Linked DNA regions of Callithrix jacchus: region 2 is linked to region 1. Evidence: chromatin contacts called from public Hi-C data. All regions are on one chromosome and are shown on one strand. Each heading gives the region's core, a stretch centred on a gene start, on an enhancer-like site or on the middle of the called end of the contact. The rest is flanking DNA. Distances are from core to core; before and after follow the strand shown.

What was found. A called contact is a pair of places that touch in the nucleus more often than the background predicts.
Region 2: a contact with region 1 is called in a Hi-C map of induced pluripotent stem cells, with 3 times the contacts expected there. The contact joins two enhancer-like sites. A contact is called at or near these places in 2 of 3 Hi-C or Micro-C datasets (induced pluripotent stem cells and skeletal muscle).

What each region holds. Positions count from the first base shown.
Region 1 is chr12:117,903,830-117,907,675 of calJac240_pri, forward strand. The region is part of intron 7 of LHPP (phospholysine phosphohistidine inorganic pyrophosphate phosphatase); the gene reads left to right. Among named protein-coding and RNA genes, the nearest start is that of LHPP, 76 kb to the left of the region's middle. Within about 2 kb of position 1,447, at least 2 of the 16 cell types and tissues checked have an H3K27ac peak or open chromatin away from gene starts, as enhancers often do. A contact at or near this core is called in skeletal muscle, where this site is marked.
Region 2 is chr12:117,962,173-117,966,360 of calJac240_pri, forward strand. The region is part of intron 7 of LHPP (phospholysine phosphohistidine inorganic pyrophosphate phosphatase); the gene reads left to right. Among named protein-coding and RNA genes, the nearest start is that of FAM53B, 130 kb to the right of the region's middle. Within about 2 kb of position 2,934, at least 6 of the 16 cell types and tissues checked have an H3K27ac peak or open chromatin away from gene starts, as enhancers often do. A contact at or near this core is called in skeletal muscle, where this site is marked.

The DNA.
Region 1 (3,846 bases), core at 197-2,696:
AGGAGACCGAGATCATCCTGGCCAACATGGTGAAACCCCATCTCTACCAAAAATACAAAAATTAGCTAGGCGTGGTGGTATGTATCTGTAATCCCAGCTCCTCGGGAGACTGAGGCAGGAGAATCACTTAAACCAGGGAGTCAGAGGTTGCAGTGAGCAGAGATCATGCCACTGCGCTACAGCCTGGCAACAGTGAGGCTCCGTCTCAAAAAAAGAAAAAAAAAAAAAAACCTAAAAATAAAAAAAGATTTAAAAAAAATTTTTTTTTGTAGAGACAAAGGTGTTGCTATGTTGCCTAGGCTGGTCAGGAACTCCTGGCCTCAGGTGATTCTCCCACCTCAGCTTCCCAAAGTGCTGGGATTAGCATGGCATGAGCCTCTATGCCTGGCCTAATCCAGTGGGTTTTTCAGTCGTGCTGGCCTTTAGGGGTGGTGCTGTGAAGACCTGTGGGCCAGGGGCTGGGGATCCAGGGTTGCTTGGGGTCACCTCACACACACCCTGCACTTTGGCTGCCTGGAACACGGCTTGGGGTTCACAATGTGCCCTGGTTTGACTCTCACAGGCAGGGTCCCCGGGGCCACAGAGAGAAAGAGCATCCTTTCCAACCTGCCCCACTCAGCCCCAGGACCCCAAAAGCTGCACCAAGACAGCCACCAAGACCAGGGGCAGAGTCCTAAGTTGTGGCCACAGGTCTGGAATCCAGGCTTCAAATCTCCCAGGAGTTGGAGCCAGAGGAAGCCGGGCTCACTTGCCTACCAGGCTGTGGCCACATGATGCCTTTAGGGGCTCATGAAAATGTTTAAATTTCTTTTAAAATTAGAAGGAAAAAGTCTCTGGAACATTTAGGGCCAAAGAAAATGTTTTAATGTTTTTGTTCACTTTAGAAATACTATTTTCAAGGCCTATGAAAAGCTATTAAATTATTTAACTGCTTTTTAATAGAGAAAGGGGTCCCCAAAATCCCAAAGTGGCCCTGGGCATGGGGGTGGCCGGGTGAGAGCCAGCCATACCGACGCGGCATGCCTGAGTCCTGGAGTGTGATGTAACCTGAGCCACCGGAATGGAGAGTCACCAGGAGACAGCTTGGAGGTGGGCCGCCACCCCTGCCCGCTGTGCTGGGAGGAGACAGCCGGCCTGACCAGCCTGTGGTGCCAGGAGGGACAATTCGGGCTGGAGCCACACTTGATGAAAGGGAGGTTGACTTTGACTGGGGGCTGCTTTGTGGAGAGCGTTCATCATGGGAAGAGCCCAGGAAGGTGCTCTCCACCTTGCAAGAACATTGCCTGTGGCTCAAAATGGCCACATGGGATGCAATTCCTGAACTTAGACTCGGCAGAAGAGCCAGCCTCTGTCAGCCCCACACCTAATGGAGATGGGGCCCGTGGCCACCCTGAGGAATTCCACCTGGGCGTTTGGTGGCTCTAGCCATCTCGAATGGCAGGCTGAGGCTCAAAAGTCTCATGCCTGTCTGTAGGACCCCCGCATGAGCCTGGGACCACCTGTGGGGACAGTGTGTTGCCAGGGAAATACCTTGGGCACTCAAGGGGGCACTGAGGCCCTAGAGGGTTCCTGTGGGCTGGAGTTCCCATGACGTCATCCCTCAGTACCAGCTACTAGGGCTTCTCAGGAGACACACTGGACATCAGGGAGGGCGCTCATGGTGTTTGCACAAATCTGTGACACTGGAGACCAGAGTGGGGTGGGCGGGTGGGCCAGGCCCCAGCCCAGATGGGGTGACCTTTCTTTTACCCTACTTCCCCACTGTGGGGGTGCTGCTCTCCTTAGGCCCTGGGGAGATACTGTCATCTGCTCATTGGCAGAGTGCCCTGTGGCCACACTGTCCCTGTCCAGACATGAAACGGACAGCAGGAGGGGGCTTTGAGGGGTCTCTCCTGAGACACATCTCCAGCCGAGTCCTGGGGTTGGAAGCCCCTGCAGACTGAGTGGCTGCCTCACCAAAGTCAGGTCCTGCATTTGCCCCCGTGACCTTCCCACTGTGCCTGGGACCACAGTTAGAGCTGACCAGCACCCTCGGTCTGGGGGAGGGGCCCCCATCCTGGCCCTCTGCACCCTGGGGCCTAGCCAGGCTGGAGGCCTGTTTTTCCCAGAAGCCTGCCTCCCTGCCTCCTTCCAGGGGCTCTCCCCCGCTCCACCGCTCCCCTTCCTGATCGTCTCCTTGCTCCTTCCCTCCTCTCCGCTGTCTCACCTCCCCTCACATTCGTGGGGTCTTGTGGCTGTGCCTGCCCGCCTTTCACCAGTGGTATCCAGCTGTCTCCCTGACCAGGGCTGAGGGCCCTGCACATCTGGGCCCCCTTGATGGTCGCCCTCCCCATCCTCACCTGCTGGTGGCTCTTGCTGCAGTGGGGATGCAGCTACCCTGGGTTTAGCTTCTGTTGTTGCCACTGTGCTGCTCGTGCCCTGGGAGTGGGGCCTGCTGCACCGCACCTCACTGCCACCCATGCCCATCTCAGGGTGTGGGCCTGGTGGGTCCTCGGGCTCTACCTGTCAGGGATAGATACCTGGACAGGCCCTTTTCCAAGAGTTGAACAAGAGAGAAAATATCCCCATTCCAGCCTGGGCAGTACAAGCCTCCGTCCTCCCAGACTCCACCTCCGTGGGGTCAAGGTAGTGAGCTGCATGGCTGCTGCTACCTGTGTGGCCCCCATGGGGGTAGCAGGGTTCGTGACCCAGAGGAACTGGAGTTTGTGGCCAACCTGAGGGCAGACACTGCCCGTCCTCCAGACCCTAGACACCCCCAGTAGGCCCAGGGGCCGGTCTGTCCCCATCCCAGAGCTATCGTTCCAGTGGGGACAGTGCAGGCCCAGGTGTGGGGGAACTGGTCAGGGTGAGGCCATCCCTCTTGGCGCAGACACCAGCACGTGAAGATCACATCGAGTGTGCTGGCCACTGCGGTGCGGGCATGTGTGCAGGGCTACACATGGGCAGCCTGGGCTGGCTTCCTTCTCCGCTTGCCTGGGAGGGCAGTGGCTCCCAGTGGGCATCTGCCTGTCTCTGCCCCCCATGCCAGGGATGTGGGTGCTTTGAGCCGAGTGAAGGAGGAACTTCTCCAGGAGAGCTCTGTCTGCCACCTCCCCGGCAGCCCCGCCCCCAGAGCAGAGCGGTCCTTACAGGGCCACAGCCTCTGCTGGCCCCAGTGCCCCTTTGCGGTAAAGCGGGGCTCCCATGTGCAGCTCCCTTCAGATGGACAGAAACCAGGTTTGCATGCCGGGGCCTCGGCTGGGTCCCTCGCTTCTCTAAGCATTCCTTTCCTCATCTGGAACGTGGGGATGTGGGATTGTGCGAACCTCCCAGGGCATCCCAGGATGATATGAGATCATGCCCATAACATAGGCTTACGCCTGGCCCCTGGTCTCAGCTCCCTGAATGATCATTGCCACATCCAAACACATTGGTGTTTCAGTCTGGACCGGTGCCCATGGCTGCCCATGTGCCCAGGCAGGAAGCCGCTTTGTGCAGGAGGGTCTTTGTGCACGGGCAGCATGGGCAAGCCTGGCAGTCTCTCAGCGGCAGGACTGTCTGGGCGCCTATTGAGCTGTCAGTGGCTGGCAGCTGCCCCCAGGTAGCAGGGGGAAGGGCCGAACTCTGTGTGGGCATGAAAGGCCCAGCGGGTGTGTGTAGGGGGGCCTGGGAGTCTTAGGGCGAATGTGAGTGTGTGTGCATGCTTGCAGGATAAAGATGAGTTTTTTCAATGTGTCTCCTGTAGTTTTTGATTTTTTAAAATCTTTCCAAAAATCGATACAAACAAACCACATCTCCCTGTCTCTGCCCCCCATCCCAGGGATAATTTGGGATGTAAAGGCCAATGTTGTCAATCGTCCTTCTAGC
Region 2 (4,188 bases), core at 1,684-4,183, 60 kb after region 1:
ACCCACAGTCCCCAGTGGTTAGGAGGAAGGAGGCTGCCTGCTTGTCAACTCAGGTAGTTGGCTGACAGCTCAGTACGAGCCAAGGCCATGAGGCCACCAAAGGAATGCCCCTGATTTCAGGGATCTCTGTGGAGTGGGCAGCACGCAGGTAACCAAACAATTCTAGAGATTGACGAGTGCTATGATGGCATCCACACAGTTGCCATGGAGTGCAGAATGGGCACCTAACTGAGGAGGTGAGGGTTGAAGGAAGGCTTCAGGGAAGACAAGGAGGTGACTTGCTCTTGGGGAATGAGTCTCAGGTAGCCAGAGCTTTAGGGCCGTGCAGCAGACTCCGAGACAGCTCAGGGCAGGGGGATGTGCACTAGAGTGACGCATGCCTGCTGTGGGAATGGAGAGACACTAGAGAATGGCGGGGAGCGTGGCAGCGGGGCACGCCTTGCCCCTTCCAAGGGGACAGCTGCCACATCACACCCTGCGGCACACCGCTGCCCACGGTTTGTCCACCCATACTGGGGTCTTTCAGATTTTTTCCAGAAGTTAGATTTCCAGCTTTTGGTTTTGAAAAGCTCTGGTTTTGTGCGCTTGACCGGGGCCTTATGTGTACGTGAATCAGGTGAAGGCAGGTGGGTGGTAGCACTTGCCCCACACTCCAGCCAGGGTCGGGGATTCACAGGACCACATTTGCCATGTGAGGGAGTCTCCGGAGACCACCATACACTAGTGGGCAGCCAAGCATCACCACCAGTCCCTCTCACTGCATCCCACGTCTGCTCTCGGCCTCAGTCACTGGGGCAGTGAGGACCGTGCAGGAAATAGCTGGCGCCATGGTGTCAGTTCTGGTTGACAGGGTGCCACCTGGCTAAACCCAGCTGTAAATAAGCCCCGTTTCCTCCCTGTGGACAGGGGCTGGCGGGTGCCAAGGTTCACAGCAAAAGCCCTTCCCTGCCAGGCTCCAGCTTGGGAGCTTAAAGCCTTGCCCAGGCCCCCCTGCCCTCTGGCTGGCTGGCACACACCCTTGCCTCAGCCCTGGCCCCCGGGTCCTGTTGACCATAAGGCAGCAGATCCCAAGGAACGCAGGCATCTGGGTGGCCCCATGCAGAGCACCAGCCATGGGGAGGCTATGCGCTGCCAGCCCCATGTGCACTCCCAGCATGCACCTTTCCTCTTCTCTAGGTCCCCGTCGGCCTCCACGCAGGCTGTCCCTCCACGGCCTCTTCTTAGCACCCTGGCTCCATCTGGGGGTGGCTGGGAGGGGAGACCCCTGCCCACAGGCCTCCAGGTCTGGCCAGAGCCAACCAGCCTATCAGAGACCCCCAGATGCAGGCTATGTCCATGTGCCCAGGGATGAATCACTAATGTGAGCCCAGATTTCCATTCTTGTGGGAAGGAGACCAACTGGGTTGAAACCCCAGCTTTGCTGCCTCTGGCTGTGACCCCTTCCTCTCTGGGGTCTGTCTCCTTATCTCAGAGAAGCGGATCACAGTACGCACCCCACGGTGTGCTGTGCAGAGCACGTGGAGATGCCGCCCACAGCTGGCCTGCTGCAGAGGTGTGGGCCGATTGTGGTATCACTAATGATGTGGCCATGCGTCTGCTAGCTAGAGCAGTCTCACCTGTACCCCAGGGCCTGGCTGGTGAGAGCTCTGGGTTGCAGGTGGCAGGCAAGGCCTAGTTCCAGTGAAATAGGCTCTCGGGGATGGGTGAGACCTTGGGCAAGGCCCTTCTGTGCCTCAGTTTACCCACCAGGGCTCAGAGCCCAGTGAGTGCCTCCTTCTACAAGGAGAGACTCTTGTACTGACTAGTTAAGTACCACCCACTGGAAGGAAAGGGGGTTCAGTTAGGCAGCCCTGCCCTCACAATGGAAGAAAATTGTGGTTCAGCTAGCCCAGCCCTGCCCCCACCCCTGCTCTTCACAGATCCACACTGTGGGGGTCAAACCACCAGGAAACTATAGGGACCCAAGGCCGAGGGCAGGAGACAGTGCGGCCCTCTCCTATCTCTGGGTTGCACCCGCCCACACACGTGCACACAGGGAAGGTGTGTCTTTCGGCTGGGGGCACAGGACCCCACCTCACTCTTAGCTCTGAGACATCCTTGACAGGCCTCCTGGACAGGCAGGGCAGGGCGGGCGTGGCCAGCTGCAGCCCCTGGGAGGGGCACTGGGGCTGGGACCAGGCTGGGGAGGGACAGAGTTGGGGAATTCAGGCCTCTCACCATTGCCCTGGCTGTCTTTGTACGAAGCGCCACCTGGGGGCTGCAGCCTGGCCAAACATCTGCAGTGCCCTCAGGCCCAGCCTCTGTGGGTGTCTGGCTCACCCTAGGTGGGGGGAAGGCGGGCATGGGTGGTTTGGGCTGGGCAGGCTCAGCCAGGATGCAAAACTTTCCCAGTCACACACAGATGCTATGGGTAGGGGCTCTGGGAGACGGGTCACCTCCTCCCACCCCACCCCTCCTGGTTACAGAGGAAGAGATGGCCAGATAGATGGGGGACCAGCACGTGGTTCCCCCAAGCCGGCCACTGCTTTGCTTTCGGCTGGGCCAGTGGGAAAGGGAGCGTGGCACCTCCAAGAGAGGGCCCAGTCGGGGAAGTGTGTCCCCATCCCTGTTCCTGGCCAGAGGGCTGAGGGCCCCAGAGAGGCCCAGGGCAAGGACTCCTTTAGGCCTGGGTTTTTATTTTGATGTTTTTCTGCCAAGTGGCTTTAAGGTAGCCCAGGAAGCTCCCGCATGTGTGAGCGGGGGGTGGGGAGACAAGGGGAGGGCAGGTCTCCAGGATGGGAGCCTCCCTTTGGTCCTCGCCGTGGGACTGGCCTGTGGCCCCACTCTCCGGTCCCTCCAGACTGCCCTTCCCGCCTGGACCCAGCTGGCCTTCGTGGCAGGAGGTACCCTGGGCTAGAGGGTCCCCAGGCTGGGCTCCGGGGCTCCAGGCTGACTCACAGCAGTCCCCAGGCCTGTGGGCAGAGCCGGCTTGGGGGCACACAGGCCTGAGGCTGAGCAGTCCCTGAGTGAGGCAAGGCAGCTGAGGCTGGAGCCTGTGTCCCCAGCACCTGCTGAGGCCCAGGCCTGGGACTAGAGTGCTGGCTCAGGCGCCATGTGATCTCTGCAAGCAGCCACCAGGTCAGAGTCCTGTGTCCCTCTTGGGCCAGAGGCCTTGGCTGGATGCACAGGCTCCATGGGAAGGAGCTCCTGGCTCGGGTTTCTTTTTAAGCAGCAGGACACGGCGCCTTTCTAGAGGTACCTGGATCTGGACATGTCACACCCCCCGAAGCACTTCCAGAACCTAGGCCCAGTGTTAGCCCAGGGAATGGAGGGGTCAGAGCAACCTGCCTGAGATCCGTGGCCATGTCCACCCCACAACCCCCCACGCCCCCACCCCACCACCCTGTAAGGAAGTCACTGATCCTTGGGCATCTGCCAGGAGCCCAGCTCAGGCCAGGTCATGGGCAGCATGTGGGTTTTTCTTCCCCCATCACCGGGCCCCAGCAAGCTGCTGTCCTGAAGGTGGCCATGCTGAGCCAGCATGTGGACAGCAGGGAACCCCGTGGGCACAGTGCTGCGCTCCTGCAGGCATCTGACAATCAGCCTTCAGAGAAGCTGAGGTGTGCAGGTGGAGGCAGGCCTCCCAGACACATCCTCCCAGCACTTGCCAGGGCCAGGCTCTGGTGAACACCCTTCTAGAAACAACCCCCCAGGCCCCAGGGATCTTGGGCTCCTGGGGTTCTGATGGAGGCTGCCCCATGCCCGGCCTTGCCACCTCCACCTCATGAATCAGTGGCCTCTTTGTTCTGCAAGTCTGTCAGCACAGCTGAGCTGACATCACCCTCTGATGCCAATGCTCAGATCCCTGAATTCACGGGGCAGCCGCCCCCAGCACCTGGCTCTCAGCTACTGCCTTTCCAAAGCAACTGGGGATGGGGAACATGGCCCTCCATGGGCAGGCAGCTGTTTCGGCCTCCAGTTGTGAGAGCCTCTTCCCCACCCTGCCCCTGCCCGTGACCCTGCAGGGTGGGAGGGGGTGGACAGGCCACACCCTGGGAGCCCCAGGCAGGGCAGGACCCTCAAGAGCCCCTCTGGGAGAGGCCGCCATCTCCCCTTGGTCAGTGTTGCCCAGGAGGCATGTGCCCTGGAGGTAGCGGCAGGGAGACCACCCTCATGAGGCTTGTTTGCTGGGGTCTGGCCACCATTTCC